Regions from separate parts of the Sus scrofa genome. Here region 1 is linked to region 2. A link is a contact called in public Hi-C data. All regions are on one chromosome and are shown on one strand. The core of a region is the stretch at or near the end of the contact, and the rest is flanking DNA. Distances in the headings are between cores, read along the strand shown. Region 1 overlaps NSD3 (histone-lysine N-methyltransferase NSD3). Region 2 overlaps NSD3 (histone-lysine N-methyltransferase NSD3).

The links. Hi-C and Micro-C count contacts between places; a contact is called where the count stands out from the background.
Region 1: a Hi-C map of retroperitoneal adipose tissue shows a contact between it and region 2, with 2.1 times the contacts expected there. The contact joins two enhancer-like sites. A contact is called at or near these places in 1 of 5 promoter capture datasets (liver), 9 of 47 Hi-C or Micro-C datasets (adipocytes, blood, brain and 5 more) and 2 of 2 datasets of contacts at active chromatin or transcription factors (alveolar macrophages and skeletal muscle).

What each region holds. Positions count from the first base shown.
Region 1 is chr15:48,186,911-48,193,184 of Sscrofa11.1, reverse strand. It overlaps NSD3 (histone-lysine N-methyltransferase NSD3), which reads right to left. Exons shown (of 24, transcript XM_021075908.1): 5 at 2,730-2,884; 6 at 415-930. Among named protein-coding and RNA genes, the nearest start is that of PLPP5, 56 kb to the left of the region's middle. Within about 2 kb of position 1,289, at least 5 of the 83 cell types and tissues checked have an H3K27ac peak or open chromatin away from gene starts, as enhancers often do. A contact at or near this core is called in retroperitoneal adipose tissue, where this site is marked.
Region 2 is chr15:48,135,767-48,142,140 of Sscrofa11.1, reverse strand. The region is part of intron 1 of NSD3 (histone-lysine N-methyltransferase NSD3); the gene reads right to left. Among named protein-coding and RNA genes, the nearest start is that of LETM2, 6.5 kb to the right of the region's middle. Within about 2 kb of position 2,965, at least 1 of the 83 cell types and tissues checked has an H3K27ac peak or open chromatin away from gene starts, as enhancers often do. A contact at or near this core is called in retroperitoneal adipose tissue, where this site is marked.

The DNA.
Region 1 (6,274 bases), core at 40-2,539, 53 kb before region 2:
TCAGCAGGTACCATGATTACAGTGGTTAATTCACATAACTGACAAATGATTTTACAAGAAGCATACTTTGCAACTAAGAAAAACTAACTGTACAAACTAGAAACAGGCAAAATGCCCAGTTTTTTCCCATGACTTTAGGGAGCTGAGCTCAATTTTGGCTGCAGAGCTCAAGATTAATCTAGTACAGATGGGAATATTACAAAAGAGGGGGAAAAAGAGAAGAAAAACAAAGGCTTTTTTGCCTATGTCTTTTCTGCCCCCATCTTAAAGTAAACGTACATTCTGAATGCAGTTTAAATACAAAGGGTATTTAAATTGCAACCTTGTGTTGTTTAGGTTTTTTAAAAGTGCCTAGGTTGACCACTTATTAGATACTTATGATCCCCTGCAAAAACCTATGAAAAAAGGAGGTACCTTCGTTGAATAAACAAATTGATCAATAAATTTCCCATCTCCGGTAGCATTCTGAAGAGCAAACACTTGTTCAATTTTCACAACTGGTGACATGTTACACTTCTGCAAATCCAGGCTCCCTTTGTGCATCGTAATGGAAGCTGGTAAGGACTTCCTTGCTGCTGCCGTCTTCCAGGCTATTTTAACAGGAGGTGGTTCCTCCTCTTCCACGCTCGTGTGCCGCCTCTGGCTTTGTCTCCGAATTTCAGTACTTGATAGTGAGGAGGCCACCTCCCCTGCATTGGTCTGTTCTGGCTGAGTATTCAGCACGGATCTTGGTCTTCGGATTTTTTTAACGTCAGCTTTGGAGGCAACATTCTTTTTTGCTTGGGACAAAGCCTCCTCAGGCTGTTTGTCAATATAGATGAAAGTATACTGTTCTATCCTCTCCTCCCGGGTCATTTTCAGCGCTTTCTCTGCATGGGCAATGCCGATATCCCACTGGGCACGTTCCCTCTGAGGCCGGGGTTTCCGGATCTTAAAAAAAAAAAAAGACACAGGCATTTTAGAAAATATTCTCATCCAACATTCATACCAAGATGCATTTCCCATGTGATCTTATCACCTTTGCAGGTAAGCATAAACACTTTCAGGCTCTTCAGTCAAATAAGGAAATGTCCTGACCCCTTAACTCTGAGGGATCCTTGATCCTACCAAGGACGTGCAGGTCCACTCTCTAAGAATAAATGCCTCTTTGTTGGCCATGAGTTGGACAAGTCCCTCAAAGAGGGAGCCATCCTTCTCATATCATACAGGTACAAAACTAGTAATAATGACGGCAGAGAGAAGAAAGGCTAAAGAAATGATTGCTTTCAGTCGCCAAAGAAACATTAAAAAGGACACCCTTTGGAGTTCCTGTTGTGGATCAATGGGTTAAGGATCTAACTAGCATCCGTGAGGATGTGGGTTCGATCCCTGGTCTGGCTCAGTGGGTTAAGGATCCGGCATTGCTGTGGCTGTGGCATAGGCTGGCAGCTGCAGCCCTAAGAAAAGACAAAACAAAAACAAAAACACCCTTTAGCTCAAAGGTGCTACAGAGACCCCACAAAGCTAAGCCAATGGCAGAGAGCCAGCTTTTCAAGCTTCATTGCCAGTCTGTGGAGAATGCAAACAGGGCAAATGCAGAGAAAGGAGAGCCCTGAGAAACACACACAAGTTGACATGTCAGGAGAACAGGAATGGAGGAGGGAAAAAATAATCAGTTTCCATAGTCCTTATCAGAAGACTCTGGATTGTCAGGACAGATAAGAAAATTCTGAATAAAGGTATGTGAGATGACCAAAGCAATAAGGAATTATCCAGGGGGTTAAACTGAGGCAGCCAGAAATTAGCTGATGAAGCCACGAGATAGTACACTGTATGTTGAAGACTGATACTTAGATCTGTAAAATGTTAAGGCTGATAAAATTAGCCATAATTCTCTGTGATAATATTCAGCTTAGTGTAAAAATATGACAAATTTCTGAATCACATGAGGCCCACACTAAATTAGCTCACTTAAGAAATCTCAACCAGACAGGTTATCTAGAGTACGTGTCAAAACTCTTAATACATCTACCACTTCATCAAACACATATGGTTCCATCACTGGGGTGACCCTGGTGGAACCAGCTACTTGGGCTTTCTGTGCCTCAACTACTTCATCAGTAGAAACAGGAATACTGGTATCTATCTAACTGATGTTATGACAATTAAATGGATTTATATACATGTATAATGCTTAAAACAGAGCCTCACAGTAAGCGCTCACTAAATTTTTAAAACTTTCATGAAATAATTTTGCTAAATAAGAATAAAAGGGAGATAGGGAAAGATGCTGAAATAGGAAAAAGAATAAAAATCCCTGACAAAATCCACATTTCACTCACATCTACTAGACAAGGCACATTTGAATTTAATTCAAAAGAGAATCTAAAGTTGTGTTGCGAAGATAAAGTTTTCTCTCTTTTTTTTTCCTTTTTGCTTTTATAGGGCCCACGTATATGGAAGTTCCCAGGCTGGGGTTGAATCGGAGCTGTAGCCTCTGGCCTATGGCCTATGCCACAGCCACAGCTGAGCCATGACAGAAACTCCACAGATAAAGTTTTCAATGGTGTTTTAGCATTGTTTATATGACATATAAAGCTTATTAACACATTTATAATAAATTATTAAAATTGCACTTAGAGGAGTAAAATTAATCATTCTGTCTGGATTCAAGTATGAAAAGCTCTCCTAAATTATTAAGACCTTTAAAATCCACATTCAGTTGACAATGTCGATACGTTGCTGGTTACCTTCTGTTTCTCAGAGTGATTGCTGGCTTGTCTGGTCGCCTCAGCCAGGAGCTCCTCATACTGTTTATGACCTTTATACTCTCGGACCCGCTTCTCATGAACCCACGCCCTCTCTGGCTGGTTGCTAAAAAATTGGACGTGATATTCCCGGGCACCTGGAAGTAAAAGTTCTTATTAACCATTTCAGAACATAAGCATCCACATGTATTTTGTCAAAAATGTGGACCTAAGCTAGATTCTCGAGTATTAACTCCTGTTCAAACCTGTAATTTTTGGATTGTCCAAAGATGCAATCTAGCACCTGCTGATGACACAACTAGTAGTTACTATAAAAATCATCCCAAATGATTAAAATTAGTACAGCAAGTTTTAGGAGGAAAAAAATGAGGAATTCTGCTAATTATCATATTTGTGACCTTGGTTATACAATTTATTTTTTACTGGCCTCAAACCTTTTTACAAACAAATCATAAATAATTTTTCCTTCAAAAAATACATAGCACATTTTCTTGGACTTTTAAAAGCCCTGTTTAAAAGTCAAACCGCTCTTCTAGTGACATAAAAGGGAGGGAGGAGGAGAGGCTGAGAGCCTGTGAGGGCAAAGCTGGCTTCAGAGTAATACTAAGACCTTGTCTTTTTCACTATGTGGTCATCTGCACAACACTGCATGAGCGGTGGCGGGTAAGACAGCTGGCATCCTAGTGCAAATATAGGTGACACCAAGCTATGCTGGTCCTGTATCCTTCATAGCCAAATACTGGCCACTAATGGGAAAAAGGCCAGTTTTACTTAAGATCCTTGATGAAACAGTAAGAATGATTAATTTCACTAAATCCTTTGAACACATCTTTCTAATATCCTATGTGATGAAACAGGAAGTGTGCATAAAGCACTTCTGGGTACGTGAGGAAAGTACTTTTGAGACTGTTTGAGCTGCGAGGTGAACTGGCCACTTTTTCATGGAACATCATTTTTACTTGAAAGAATGACTGACAGAAAAACTATGGTTATCTGAACTTGAGAATTTGACAGATATTTCCTCAAAAACGAACAATGAAGTTTATCATTTCAAGGAAAACTGACAGTATGCGTTGCCAATAATAAAATTTAATCTTTCAAGAAAAATTAGAATATTGGAAAATTAGTATCTGCCCCATGAGTCTTCCAACTTTCCAGTAATCAAAGAATTTTCTGATGAAATACGTGTTGACATTAATAGATATGACTTTTTAAAATATATATAAAGGAACGTGTCAACATTTGGAAGATATGAGTGCTTTTTTTTTTTTTTTTTTTTTTTTTTCGGTTGGGGCAAGGAATAGCCAATTTATTAAAAAAGCCAGCAGACCAAGAAAATGGTAGACTTGTGTTGCAAAGAGCCATCTTGCCTGAGTTGGAATACAGGCTTCTTTTATACTAAAAGGGGAGAGAGATGCAATATTTTTTTAAATGGCCATTGTATGATGGATGTTACAAAATCATGAAAGGTAAATAATCCATTCAAAGTGCAAGACATAATCAGTGGATTTTACTGCAACAAAGTGCCAAAAAAACTGATTGGCAGAATTTCAGATTCCGCATTGCAACTAACCCATCACCTGCTGAGTTTTGGTGTGATATCAAAGAAATATATCCACAATTATCTAAAAAGCCAACTATACACCTGTGTGAGACCAGATTATTTTCTTTTTTTTAAAAAACAACAAACCATAACAGACTGAAGCAGATATGAGAAACCAGGGTCTTCACCTAAGCCAGACATTAAAGAGATTTACAAAAATGTAAAAATATCATTCTTCTCAATTTTTTGGTTTGAGAAAATATTTCACAAAAACATAATAATATAACATACAGTAGGTTATTTTTAATGAAGTAAATATTTTAAGATTTTCTCAGCTTAAGTTGCTACACTAAATAAACAGTAATAGATATAACCCATGTAAACAAAAGCCTCCAACTTTAAGAGTAAAAAGGGTACTAGGACCAAAACATCTGAGAACTGTGGCTCTATAGTTGTGCTACTCTGAGAATGTGGTCCCTGGGGCAAGCCCGTCTATGACAAAATAAGCAGAGACATTAAGTGAGCATTTAGAAACTATGATAATTTGACACTGCATGACATCTAGGCCCATGATCAGGGACCCTGTACTGTGTTTTAATTTTTTTTTTTTTTAAGAGGGGGAAGCCTTTCATTTTTCTAGTAGTTAATTTTTATTGTATTTTACAGAAGTATTGATCCATGGTGGACTGGAAATTTTTTTAAAAATAGCAAAAAACTGGTCTTTTACCAACTATAGTTTGAACAACACTGCTTTATAGAGTCTCAGGTCAACAGAGAAATGTAGAAACTGGTCCTCTTGAGGAATCCAAGATAATTCAGGTAGGGAGAAAGGGATAAGCAGATCCTGACAGAAAGCGTACAAGCTTAAACTGAACTTTGTTATCTGAAATGGATTCTATCTTGGATTTGAAATTTTTAAATTTTACTAGACATTAATGGAAGATTATTTAAGGAGTTATTTTTAAACCAAATTAAAAGTTCACATGTAAAATAGCCTACAATAAGAGAGAAACACATTCAACTTGGTTTTCCATATCATCTAATTTGAGAAAAGCCAAGAACAAATTAGGAATCCCTGTTGTGGCTCAGTGGTAATGAACCCAACTAGTATCCATGAGGATGTGGGTTCAATCCCTGGCCTAGATCAGTGGTTTAAGAATTGGGCACTGTTGGTGTAGGTTGCAGATGCTGCTGCTTGGATCCTCCGTTGCTATGGCTGTGGCGTAGGCTGGCAGTTGCAACTCCAATTCAACCCCTAGCCTGGGAACTTCCATATGCTGCAAGTACAGCCCTATAAAAGCAAAAAGAAAAAGATAGACAAGGTACTGACACAAAGGCCACAACACAGAACCTCTAAACATTACATCATGTGAATGAAAAAAGCCAGACACAAAAGGCCACATATTACTATATGAATGAAAATAGTATGAAATGTCCAGAAAAGACAAATCTACAGAGACAGAAAGTAGCCAGTGGCTGCTTAGGGCTGGTGGTGGGGAGGGACTGCTAATAGGTGTGGGATTTCCTTTTTGGGTTGATAAAAAAGTTGTAAAATTAGATTGTGGTGATAGCCACACAACTCTGTAAATACTAAACATCACTGAATTGCACACTTTAAAGAGTGAATTCTATGGTATTCGTATCTCAGGAAGGCCATTATTATAAAAACTATTGCAGAAGAGGAAAAATAGAAAATATTATCAGAATGTACATTTCTCAAACCTAACTTCTCAGATTTCAATTCCCTCAACAATACAAAGTGGGAGACTGCCTAGGAGGTACCAGACCAGATGAGATTAACTCATAAAACTAAGTTGAAAAGCTTCTCTTGAAATACAGGGTGAGGCATACACTGTGCTTTCCTTTGTATCCCATAAAAAAAGCTGACACTAGTGTTTTCATAAAGTAATTAAATGTGAAATTCTTTACATAATCTCCAAAGGCTGCTCTTTTTGTCTTCTTTTTCAGGGCCACACCCACAGCG
Region 2 (6,374 bases), core at 1,716-4,215:
CAAATAAAACAAAAAACCAAAAGCCTCTGAGTATTTAACAAATGTGTTAGGTAGTATAATCACTTTCTTAAATTTACCTTAATTAGCATTTATTAAAGATTAGCCTGCAGAAATAAAGCTCTCCGTTCATTTAAAAATTCAAATGCTGGACATGTTGTTGTTTATTAACAAAGTAATAAATCATCTTAGTTGCACTTTCAAAAAATAATAGACCCTTTTTTTTTTTTTTTTTTTTTTTTTTTGTCTTTTGTCTTTTTGTTGTTGTTGTTGTTGCTATTTCTTGGGCCGCTCCCGCGGCATATGGAGATTCCCAGGCTAGGGGTTGAATCGAGCTGTAGCCACCAGCCTACGCCAGAGCCACAGCAACGCGGGATCCGAGCCGCGTCTGCAACCTACACCACAGCTCACGGCAACGCCGGATCTTTAACCCACTGAGCAAGGGCAGGGACCGAACCCGCGACCTCATGGTTCCTAGTCGGATTCGTTAACCACTGCGCCACGACGGGAACTCCAGACCCTTTTTTAAGTAAAAATAAAAACAGCATTGCACCAAAAAAACAGATTTTGTGGATACCTAATTCTAAACACTTAAGAAGCTTTAATGATTTTAATTTTTTAAGTGTCTAAAACAGAATTCTTTGTTTTAAAAGAACTCAAAGAATAAGTATCCATGGTTACTAATTTTCTTCTTGATAGTAAAAAGTAACTAAAAATAATCACAAAAAAGTAGTCACTGGTACCTAAGATTTTTAAAAACTTGTTTCAATTAAGTATTTTTTTAAAACTCACCAGTGGCTCAATTTTCTTTCCAAGTTCTTTTCCAGGATCATGATGAACCTCTTATCTTTTTATTTCACCAATAATTTTATTAAAACAGGAAAAATTCTGCCAAAACCACTGTACTATCCAAACGCAAATTTTAAGATACATGGACAAGATTCCTTTATGTAGGTAAAAATACTTGTGTATATGTTGTATGTACAACATGGTGAACAAAGAATGGAAAAAGAGAAGCAAGAGCCTTTGCCTAATTGCAACTTAATCCCCTCATGCTCATTATACTAAATGTGCCTAAACTTGAGTAGCCCCTCACCTTCAGCTCTCATAGAAAGTGCAGATACTGTCATAATAATGAAATAATGTGATGTGGTATAAAGTTGGGTAATAGGTTTGTCATCAAAGCCTTGGACTTAACTTCTTGGGGTCTCGGTGATTTCTCTAATAAAATAAAGTAGTTGGACTCTACCTCTTCTATTTAAATAATTATTAGGCACTTAATTCAGGACCTGCTGTATTATTTATAATAGCAAAAACCTGATAGCAACTTAATATTAATCAATATTCCAAATAATGGAATACTATATGATCCTTTAAAAAGCTATAAACCCATATGTGTTCATTTAAAAGGATGTCCCAGGTAACTATTAAAAACAAAAACTCAGAGTTCCCATTGTGGCTCAGAGGGTTAAGACATATTATCCACAAGGATGCAGGTTCAATCCCTGGCCTGGCTCAGTGGGTTAAGGATAAGGCATTGCCGCAAGTTGTGGCATAAGTCACAGATGCAGCTCGTATCCAGCACTGCTGTGGTGTAGGCTAGCAGCTGGAGCTCCAATTCGACCCCTAGCCTGGGAACTTCCATATGCCACAGGTGCGGCCCTAAAATGAAAGAAAGAAAAAGAGAGAAAGAGAGAAAGAAACAAAAATGCATATAATATGACCCAATTTGTATTTTAAGAGACATGTACATATATATGTACAGAATTTTCTAGGAGGACACACAAGAAACTTCAAAATGGTTATTAATGGAGAACAGGATGTTCACTTTAAAAAAAAAAAACTCATTGCTTTTTACAATATTTTTAAAATTTTTAAATAATAAACATGTACTATTTTATGAATTTTTAAAAGAAAGTAAAAGTAAACGTCTGCTGGTCCAAGTTTTATAATTAGAAAAGACCTGGGTTCATATATTGGTTTTGCTGTTTACCATCTCTGTGATGTTAAGATGTTTAGCCTCAATTTCTCCATCTGTGAAAAGGACGTAATAGTACTAACCCCACATAACTGTCGGGAGGATAAAAGGAAATCATCCATATAAGGCACTCAGCGTAGCACACTGTAAGAGGGCAACAACTATTAGCAGGTATTACTATCATTATTATAAACATCATTATAAATTCCAGAAACTGAGTGTTTTTAGAATCAGACAATTGACTCAAGACATTGACAGTTCATTCAAGGATGACCAACCCTAAAGGCAACCAATTTCCTTTACCCGAAACTCATTCAATCTGATCAGTATAAGAAAGAGCATATCTATTTAATTAAAGTTAAAAAAAAAAAAAAAAAAAGAAAGCTATCCTAAGTAACACGTAAGCTGACGGACATGATAATCAGAGCAAAGTCCGGGTTTAATTAAGTATCATCTAACTAGAATAGCCTTTTTCATTCAATGACTACTAGCCAAGGAACCTGAATACTGAGGTTCTTTGGGCAGGTGAACTTTATCTCTACAAAATGCTGAATACATAGGAATATTCCTTTTTTTTTTTTTTTTTTTTTTTTTAGTAATTCAAGCTTCCAATAGTCTTATTTTAATATACAATTTCTCATTTTCCTAAAAATGTGTGGCACTGATAGTTCACTTACAAATTAATTACAAATAACATGTCAATTAAGCAAGAGATATAAAAATGAAATCTCCATAAATTCCAAAAAAGCAGACTGAATGGCTTTTGGGGGGGCACACCTGTGGCATATGGAGATTCTCACGCTAGGAGTCAAATCAGAGATGTAGCCGCTGGCCTACAACACAGCCACAGCAATGCCAGACCAGGGCAGTGTCTGCAACTTAAACCACAGCTGACAGCAACATCGGATCCTTAACCCTGAGCGAGGCCAGGGGTCAAACCTGTGTACTCACAAATGCTAGTCAGATTCATTTCTGCTGAGCCACAACGGGAACTCCTGAAGGGCTTTTTTGAATGGAACTTTTCCTGTCTATGACCATACCACCCTGAACGTGCCCGATCTCATCTGAATGGAACTTTTCCTCCTAAGATTTTTTTAAAATTCAGGATGAATATTATCAAATCAAAATACTCCAAGTTGTAAATCTGACCTCTATACTAAAAGTACTCTCTCAAAGTAACATTCTAACAATATTCAATTTAATTTTTTCAATAGATCAAGAACACATCCTAAACTTCTATATGACAACCTCAAAGAATGATGCATTGATAGATTACATCAATATGTAGTACAACTGGTTTGAGTCCATCATATTACAATTTAAGAAGCTTTTCTGGTATTAGAGAAGAGTTTCAATATCAATATGATGGATTAAAGTTTGGATTACCCCAATTACAAGTATAAAACAAAAACAAAAGGTCATACACATTTATTCCTTTTCAATATGAAAATAAAATAGGCCCCACTTAATTTATATCCTCTAAGTTTTTAGTATTTAAACCTTTAGAATAGTAACTGTTTCAAGCATACAAGTAGATATATTTGAATACATTGAAGAGTTACTGTAGCTTTCCCAAGAGTGACCTGAAGTTCTCACCAAAAAACCCTGGCACCTAAATATTCCTCTAGGCACTGCATGTCTGCTTCATAGATCATTGCACTGTGCTGAACTGACATTTGGAAATTGTATTGAGCTGGATATGTGAAAGCAAAGGGAAGGGATGGAAGACAGTTTATTTTAAAAATGAAAACACTTCTTAACACACCCATCGCCTATAAGCAAGAGATATCAGAAACACCATTTTAAAATACACACATTTCTAATTTTCCAGCATTCAAAATGTAGCAAGCAGATACTCCACCAGAGCAGATCTTTCTACCCCCTCTCTCCCTCACACAGTGCTTTGCCAAGAGCACAATCCCAAGTAAAATAATCCAGGCAATTTCCTTGTTTACCTAAAGAATTGCAGAAAACATGTTGACTGCCTCTGAGGCTTCTGAAACAAATGGATTTTCAATATTTAAAAGACTTTTTATGATCATGTTTGAAATAAGATAGTACTGATTTCTTCAGCTAGTAAAAAAAATATATAATTTTAACTTTATAGAAAGGGTTAAATTTTACACTGCCGTTCATTAGCATGCCTTGTTTGCAACCAGAAGGAAGAGGGAAAAGGAGGCGGGGGTGGGGGGGGAGCAGCAAAACACACAAGATGGAAAACATTACCACCTCCTTGGTGGTTATGAACAATTTTAAATGACCCCAAGATGGAAGGGAAGAGTTTACAAATAGAAAGAAAGGGAGTTAACAATCTGAACTGGCTCCTTCCAGATTCACACTGATGTCAGAGAGAAGAAGGAATTTATTTACACTGCAGTGCCTGGCAGCAAACATGGCTGCCCCTGCCCCCTTTAAATCTGAAGAGTCTTCACTCCCTCACCAAAACCATCAAATTATGGCCATGTCTCTCCCCGTCTCTCCCCATTACACTAACACGTCTCCTCCTCCCTCAAAGCAGTAAAACCCACACCTCTCCGTTTCACAACATCATAACCACCAGCTTCTCTATTCTCTCACCCTGAAAGAAAAGGCACAGAATACACACAAATATAGGAACAAAAGGCTTTCCCTTCCTAACACTTTAACAACCCCCTTCCCCTTCTTTTCCTCTCTCTCTGTGACGCTTGATCCATAGTTCTCATCCTTCTCAACATTCAGTTAATTTCCTTCCCTATAACCCAAACCTGGGTCTCCCACTTTCCTAAGTCTATTTCCTATTTTCCCCTTACATCCTGTCTCAATCATTACTTATCCTTTTCTCCTAATCCACCTTTTCCTCCACTTCCATTCCCCCGCGTCTCCCTTAAGGCCCCATCTCTCCATCAAATTCTATATCCTTCCCCCAGACTCTTCTAGTTCCCATACTCCACCCCCAAACCTGCCTTTCTCAGACCGCCCAGGTCTCTAATCTCCAAACCTTAACTCTTCTCCTCTTTCCCTGCCCCTCCCCCGTTCCATCTTTATCCCCGCCCCCATCCCACCTCTACTCCCAATTCTCAGCTCAGCGCCACTCCATCCTTCATCCCAATCCAATCCCCCGTGCCCCACCTCCCAAGCCCCTCCACGCCCTCCACCTTGCCCCATCCTTCCAGACTCCCCTCTAATCCTTTCAGGCCACCAGCCAGTCCTCCGACCCCTGCTTAGGTGTTTCTCCCCACCCGGGTCCCATCCCTATGTCGCCCCCATTCGTCGTCCCCTTCTCAGCCCTTCCTTCCAAAACACACACACGCGCACACACACACACACGCACTCACTCACTTTACCTTCAGCTTGTTCCATTCTAACCCCCCGGCCGTGTCAGTACGATCACAGGAGAGACACGGAGGCCCGGAGTGGGGCTGGGGTGCGGGCAGCCGCCGGGGCCGCGGGAGGAGGAGGCGGAACCAAACTAGGCCGCATGAAATCCCCGGGCTAGATTTCCCCCGCGCCGGACGCCTCTGCCATGGCGGCCGGCACCGAGGAGGGCCACGGCCGGGCCAGGCTGGGCTGGGCGCGCAGCGAGAGTAGGAAGACTGTGGGCGGTGGGGTGGGCTGGGGAGCCGAAGGGATGGGGGTCGCCGCGCAGCTGCAGCTGCCAGAGACCAGCCCGTGGCTGGCGGCCGGGCCGGGACAGCAGGGTCCTGGTCCGTGGGGTTCGACTCGGTCTCGTACGCCTCTCCGCGGCTACCAGTGGACAGTCCCCCTCCGCCTCCGCCTCCGTCCTGGCCGCCGCCGCCCGCTCCCGCCGCCGCTGCCGCCGCGCACAAAGCCCCCCCACCCAGACTCTCCGGCGCCGCCGCCAAATCCTCAGCGGCTCATTGGCTGCCGGCCGCGGCGCCTGCCGGGAAATGCAGTCCCGGGCTTGGGGCGCAGGAGGAGGAAGGAGGAAGACGCAGGCTTGTCAGCGGGCGAGAGGAGGGGTGGGGGGAGAGCCAGAAACGCGAGCTACTGGGCAGAGTCTAGACGAGAAGTGAGACCGCAGGCGATAAAGGCACAGAGACAGGAAGGCATGATGCGGAGGAAAGTGAAAAACAAAACAAACCTACAAGATAGGAGAGAGACTGGGCCTGTGAGGCAAAATTGTGCCCGTGCGTGTTCTTTGATGCTTATGAAATAACAGCACATGCCAGGCACCAGATGGGACTCCTCAGGGTGACACTGCGATGCCATCTCTAGACGTTTGAAATACCCTACGAACGGGCGCCCGGTTAAAATGACCGGGAAGTGGACAGCGATTTCTATGCCTCCCTGGCTGTCTCCCGCCCGACAGCTGTCGCAGAGGAGCTCGCGGTTCCACCCGGCTCTGCGTCTGGAAGCCGTGGCAGCGGTTCAGACCGGAGTCCGGGGGGACAACCCCTGA